Regions from separate parts of the Columba livia genome. Here region 2 is linked to region 1. Evidence: chromatin contacts called from public Hi-C data. All regions are on one chromosome and are shown on one strand. Each heading gives the region's core, a stretch centred on a gene start, on an enhancer-like site or on the middle of the called end of the contact. The rest is flanking DNA. Distances are from core to core; before and after follow the strand shown. Region 1 overlaps PLCE1 (phospholipase C epsilon 1). Region 2 holds the start of WNT8B (Wnt family member 8B).

Region 1 (3,101 bases), core at 439-2,938:
ACATAAAATGGTGGATGCGGAGGGTGTGTGAGCCCCTGCAATGACTCTGCCCAGGTCACCAAGGTTTCAGCAAACCACAGTTTTAGTGGGGCTGGACCCTGGGCTTCAATGCCCTCAGGCCACTCAGAGTGTTGAAAGAAATCAGTGTGCTTGACAAGAGGACCACATAGTGAAGAAGGCAGCAGTTTAAAATCTGAAGTTTAAAGATACACACACTGCAGGTTGGAGGGCAGAGGAGGCAACAAAACAGGACAATATGGACATGGCTGGGGCAGAGGTATAAGTTAGACTACAGGATAAAGATACAACACATACGAAGTTTTTAATTTTCATTTCTTTAAAAAAAATGAAACCAAATTATGGTCTGGATTGTTTTAGATTTGGGCCAACCTAGTATTTATCAACAGAACATGATGCAAATAATGTCGGTCAAAAACTACAACACTTGATCCAGCCAAATCATGGGCTCAGTCACGGGTTTCCAAACTGTGGTGCACATACTACTAATGATACACACCTAAGCAACCTAACAATTCTTCCATGTGCACATGTTAAGTACTGCCGCTAGCCTGATAATGGTAACATATGAAACAGATATACTTGGAAGCTCTGCCCCTCATCTGCAGGAGAGAGGTGGAAGTCCATGTGGAGACTCAAGATATCAATTGCAGTGCTGAATTTTCTGACATGCATCATCTTAGTCTTCTAACAAACTTTATTATTCTAAGCTTTCCAAAATTAAGTTTCATTATTTCTATTTCATTATTTGATTTCATTTGTTACCCAGATAAGAAATTGAAACTGATTTTTATCAAAACCAAAACTCAGTAACTCTGCTTGCAGATTTGAATTTTTTAAACCAGCAACCAATTTAAGATAGTATGTTATTTTCATCAGATATTTTCCATAGCAGAAAATATACCCAGCAAAAAAATCCTATAAAACATCATCTAATTAAAACCCCAAGAAGCTAGCAAAATAGCCCAACTACTGAGCCTTGCCACACACGCTTGGCTTTGGCACATCAAGTCTTGCCAGAGTGCCTCAGTTCATAATGGTTTAGAAATCAGATGACGACGAACAATGTCTCTCCAAATTCTTTTAATTTTCTTTTTGTTTCTACTTGAAAGTGCAACTTTTGTACATAACCATCCTAATAGTACGATCACTGGTTTACATGTCTTAGTTGCATAGAAAAACAGTAAAACCTTTAGTTCTGGTTAGGTTTGGAAATAAGATTTTGTTGTTGTTTTTTGCTCTCTACATTTCTGAAGTCCTAACACTCAAAGGACTCTTTGTCAACTCTCTCTTTTCTTTTCCTCCCAAGCTTTTCCTAAAATTGGCTGCTTTTCACTAGTTCTTTCAGTTAACTACCTTTCATATCTCATTAGCAAATTGTGCCCAGTACTGTTATATCAATTTCCACTTCTTTTACTTAATGAAAAATGTTTCTTTCAGTTTTTGTTCTCTTGGATCCACTGAGTCACCACCACATGGGTATTTCCTGTGAATCTGCTTTCATCTAGGCTGTTGTTTTCCTTGTGTTCCTTTGCAGAACAGAGAAATTAAAATCAAGCAACGATCAGAGGGATCTGGCCACTACTGCCTAATATAAGTACTGATTAGATAATACGTCTTTTTTTCCTGATGAGTACAACAGGAAATCAGTTACAAATGTACTATTCTTTACAACAGTTTGATGAAATGGACATTTAAATTCAGCCAAAAATACCAGCTCTTTTGGAAAGCAAATTGCAGTCTAAAAGTGTAATACTACAACTATGTGCATATGAACCATCCAACATGAAGTTTCAATACTGTTCACTAACCATCCCTGGAAAAAAAAAAATCTCCAAAAAGAACATGGAAAGTAAAAGGACCCCAAAAAACCCCTAAAATGTAAATGTAATAGCTATAAATGGTACAGATGCCACATGTAAATTTGAATGAGCTCAACAAAGCTGGGTGTAACACTAATAGAAGCAGGAGTGCCCATTAAGACCACACAATTGCATGAAGAAGGAATTCCAGCTTTAACTGTCAGACTCAGCCAAGAGCAGGTTGTGAACACTATGAAAAAATACTATGAAGTAGTAGAGAACTAATGGGACATATTTTGAGAAGCCTGCTCTAAGACTGAAGGATAAAAGAGGCTCCATAAAGACCATTGGTCCAGGGAATAGTGAGCAAGCTGAAGGTAAGTTCAAGAACGTAACTAGTGAACGAGAAAAGACAACTACTGATAGGCTTGAAGTAAAAAGAGCAAAACTACTTAGAAGGTGTTATAAAAAACTAGCGTTTTCAAGGCAGGGAGGAGAACAGTCCCCCCTTTCCTTCACAGAATTTAATGAGAAACCCTACAGAGACTTCCAAGGTTAGGAAGCCTAGAAAGAAACAGCAGATCTTGGAGTCATCCACCAAAAAGAACCTGGGGAGAAGGAGCCTGAAAAAGCTATAGGGAAATCAAGACAGTGCAAGCTGCAGGCATGAGTCATTTACAAACAGCAGCAGCTGGACCAAACCCTGAGATAAATGCTATTAAGGATGGCATTTGGAGAAGTCTGCAGGGCCCTAAAAATGGTATGGGATATGGTCTATAAATGGGTTAAGATAAAAAACAGTTGACAGATACCTTACCCAGGGGAGCAAATGCATGGTCCAAGGTTCTGGAGCTGGGACCTTCACCACAGACAAAAGCCCAGCTCTGCTGCTGCTACTCGGTGGTAAGAAACTTGGTTACCTACCAGGTAAGGAATATTTAAAGCCCTCAATCCACGGAGGATCACTGGTCATGGTAGCTGACATGCTATCAACTGTCTCTGACTGTTTTTTTCTGTCATGCCAGAGGGTGCAGACTAAATAAGATCTGACCACTTAGGTCACAGAGAGCACTGAAGCAGAGTGAGGGACAGGCAATGCTGGATTCCACTGAACAGCCTGCTACAAGAATCAATGAGTGATCCTTCCACAATCCTACACAGTGACAACCTCAATTCTGAAGAGAGAAGGCAATATTTTCATCACTATCTATGTAAACACCTTTCATGTTAGTGAAACTCATTTAAAGGTCCCAAAGAATGATGTCTGTAGCCAGGATAAAA
Region 2 (3,101 bases), core at 414-2,913, 110 kb after region 1:
CAGCCCCTCAGCTTCCCCAGGGAAGCATCAGCCTCTGCAGCTGCTCCCTACAACAGACCAGGGACAGCCTCTTCTAGCAGGGAGAGCACAGTAACCTCAGTACTTGAATTAGCCCATCAAAACCATTAAACTGTAATAAACATCAAAGCATTGAAATACTATTTCAATATAACAAATAATAAAAAATTTTAAAAGGACTTATTTCCCTTGCCTTTCAGTTTCTAGGGCTTTATCTTCTACTAGATAAATTTTCAAGCTTTTTCTCAGTGTAAGTAACACCTTGGTCTTTAAAATGCTCATGGCTTCAGGATCTGGGGCTTTAATTAGTGCAAATACCATCAGCCTTGCCGTGATAGGATGCAGCTGACAGGCACAGCTGGCCCTGGGAGCAATTGCTGGTGGCTGCATTTTCTCCTCACCTGGGTGCTTGCAAACTGCCCAGCTACCTCCCAGGGTGAGAGTCCCCCCTGGTTGGGTGGGCAGTGCTTGGGGCAAGGGTAGGGTTTTGCCAGCGTGCTGTGTCCTGCCAGAGCTGGTCTTGCCATGGCCAAAGTCCAGCTGAGAGCAAATCTCTGCTGGGCAGGTTTCCGTCTCTGATACTGTGCAACACAGGAGGGACATTTTATCTGCCTGAGGTGGTCCTGAGCAAAGTTCAGCCTCTAGCCAGCCCTGCCTGATGGCCCAGCCGTGCAGTCTCACACCCCTTCAAATCCTGCCCTGGCCTTTTTACCCAGCGGCTGCACCCCTGGTAGAAGGAGTTTGAGTGGTCTCAGCCCACATTTTAGCTGGTAACATTTACAGCACAAAAATCAGCTGTGCAGCATGGTGAAGATGCTCTTACAGCTCTGGGACAGGGGGGCAAGATTGGTCCTGTTGCCCTGGGGCTGGTCAGAGTGGCTGTGGTGGGCAGTGTGGTCATAAATGGGATGTCCCACATGGCCAGAAGAGACAGTCTGGATGCACTTCTAAGTAGCTCTCACTGGGAGACTGCTGATGCTTCCAAACCAAAGAACCCCTCTCATGGACTTTATTTGAAACCTTAAAAGCAAAAAGTTAAGATTTAATCAGAGACCTTTCTCCCAGGGTGAGGATGGCATGTGGCAAAAAGGAGGTGGGAAGAAAGAGCAGGTCATCATGGTGAAGGAGTAGCAGATGAAGGTAGGAAGGGCCCCAATTCTCAACCTTCTGGGGGGGACTGAGGCAGAGACGATGTTCACATATCTGCTTCCCAGCTTCTCCCTGAAGTACGCTGCATGGCCTCCACAAAGCAGGCGTGACAGCTCGAACCCAAGCTCCCCATCCTGTGGCACCCAGCACACCCCAGCCCCAGCGATGTCTCCAAGGCAGGAGGAGGTGAGGGCATGCCAAAAGCAGCCCTTCCAGGGGATGGAGAGGCAGGGCAGTGCTGGTGGAGATTGATTCTAGTGATTACTTTAAGGGATTTGCTGTCTCTTTCCTTATCCCTCTCTCTCTTTTTCTTTTTTTTTTTTTTTGTTTTCCCCTTTTCCCTCCCTCTTACTTATCCCTTTCGTGGTGCATTTGTCTTCGAGGAACCTGGGGTGTTCTTTTCATCAGTTCAATCTCTCTCTGGCACTTGAGTCCTGATTGGCTGAAGGACTTAGGGAAAAAAAAAATCTTTAATTAAGTAGATAATCTCTTCTTAGGAAGTTCTGCGGCTCCATTTCACCAACCCCCTTTAGCTCTTACTTTAGGATTGGTTACCCTTCGCAGAAGTTGGGATTCAGGGGGCATACGCCTCTTCATCACACCAGCAGTGCCGGGTGGAAATAACTCCATCCATCCCTTCTCTGGTTTTGTTGTCTTTTTCTCCTTTTTTTTTTCTTTTTTCTTTTTTTTTTTTTTCCTTTTCTCTGGTGGTGGTGGTACCCAAGTTTGGGGTTTTTTAGAATCTCCTTTTTCCTTCTTTGTTTGGATCTTATATTTCACATGGACCCATATCTGGGCATCTTCTTCCTCACTCCCTTCTTCCAGTCCTGCTGTGCCTGGTGAGTATCAAGAGCACCTCAGTCTGTATCACAGGCAGGTGCTCTTCCCGGACACCCTAAGGAAATTCCTCTTCACCTTCCTAAATGTCCCTTCTTTTCCACTTAGCTCAGTTCTGGTCTTTAATGGGACCAGACATTTAACTAAGTCTCAACACACTCACTGGCAGAGATTAAATCTGAGCAGAGAAAGTCCCCTTTTCCCCCCTCTCCTCCCAGCAATAAGTCCATGGGCCAAATCCTGAGCTGGGGTAAAACAGAGCAGAGGAGAGCGTAAGATCTAGCCCCTCACTTCCAGCTGGGAAGATAACCCAACAGGACAGACAAGGATTTCTGTTTTTCCAGAGGCTCACAGTCTGCTTGTCTCTTGTCTTAATCAAATCAAATGAGGCTTCTCCCACACTCCCTGAGGAGGACAGTCCCCGATTAAGAGCTCAGAGCTGGCGGGGTGAGTTAGACCCACAGGAGAGTCACTCCGGAGGAGCAGCTGGAGACCTGGGCGCCTTGGCAGGCACAGGGTCAGGATTACACATGTCTGAAATTCATGTATTAGGATTTCCTGGGGAGAAGCTTTCGATATGGAGATTGCTACGGCTTGGCTCCCAACCGGCCGGGTCCCGTCAGACCAGTCCCCCCGTACACAAACCTGTGCTTGTCTCCTGTGGGCCTCTATGTGCTTTTACATTTATTTCCAGAAATGTTTTATAAGGGTGAACAGAAAGAGATTACACTTGCACAAAATCTCGTATCATTCCTTGTGGAATGTATCTATCCCATGCTCCGGTGGAGATGGACTCAAATGACCTGCCTCTATAGGTGTTTTTTCCTATGTAATTTTTACTGAGTACCCAAACTTTATTCTTGCATTTCTGTGGTGCCCTGGGGAATCTGCTCAGTGGGTTACGGATGTATCCCTAACAGCAAGGAAAGTCTTCCTGGTCATTTACTAAAATCTCCTGCCTCCCCCATAGCAGATCACTAAGGTTATTACCATGGATGGAGAAACCAAAATTACAGAAAGAGAAACTCAGCTAAACGGGAGCCCATTTCTGCTATGCTAGGAGTGAAATTTATGTTATTTCAGAGATTTTCTTCCCG

The links. Hi-C and Micro-C count contacts between places; a contact is called where the count stands out from the background.
Region 2: a Hi-C map of crop shows a contact between it and region 1, with 4 times the contacts expected there. The contact joins the promoter of WNT8B here to the enhancer-like site in region 1. A contact is called at or near these places in 2 of 2 Hi-C or Micro-C datasets (crop and liver).

The regions. Positions count from the first base shown.
Region 1 is chr6:20,751,048-20,754,148 of bColLiv1.pat.W.v2, forward strand. The region is part of intron 2 of PLCE1 (phospholipase C epsilon 1); the gene reads right to left. Among named protein-coding and RNA genes, the nearest start is that of PLCE1, 41 kb to the right of the region's middle. Within about 2 kb of position 1,689, at least 1 of the 3 cell types and tissues checked has an H3K27ac peak away from gene starts, as active enhancers do.
Region 2 is chr6:20,859,127-20,862,227 of bColLiv1.pat.W.v2, forward strand. WNT8B (Wnt family member 8B) reads left to right here and starts at 1,664. Exons shown (of 6, transcript XM_021284276.2): 1 at 1,664-2,006. The coding sequence starts at 1,948.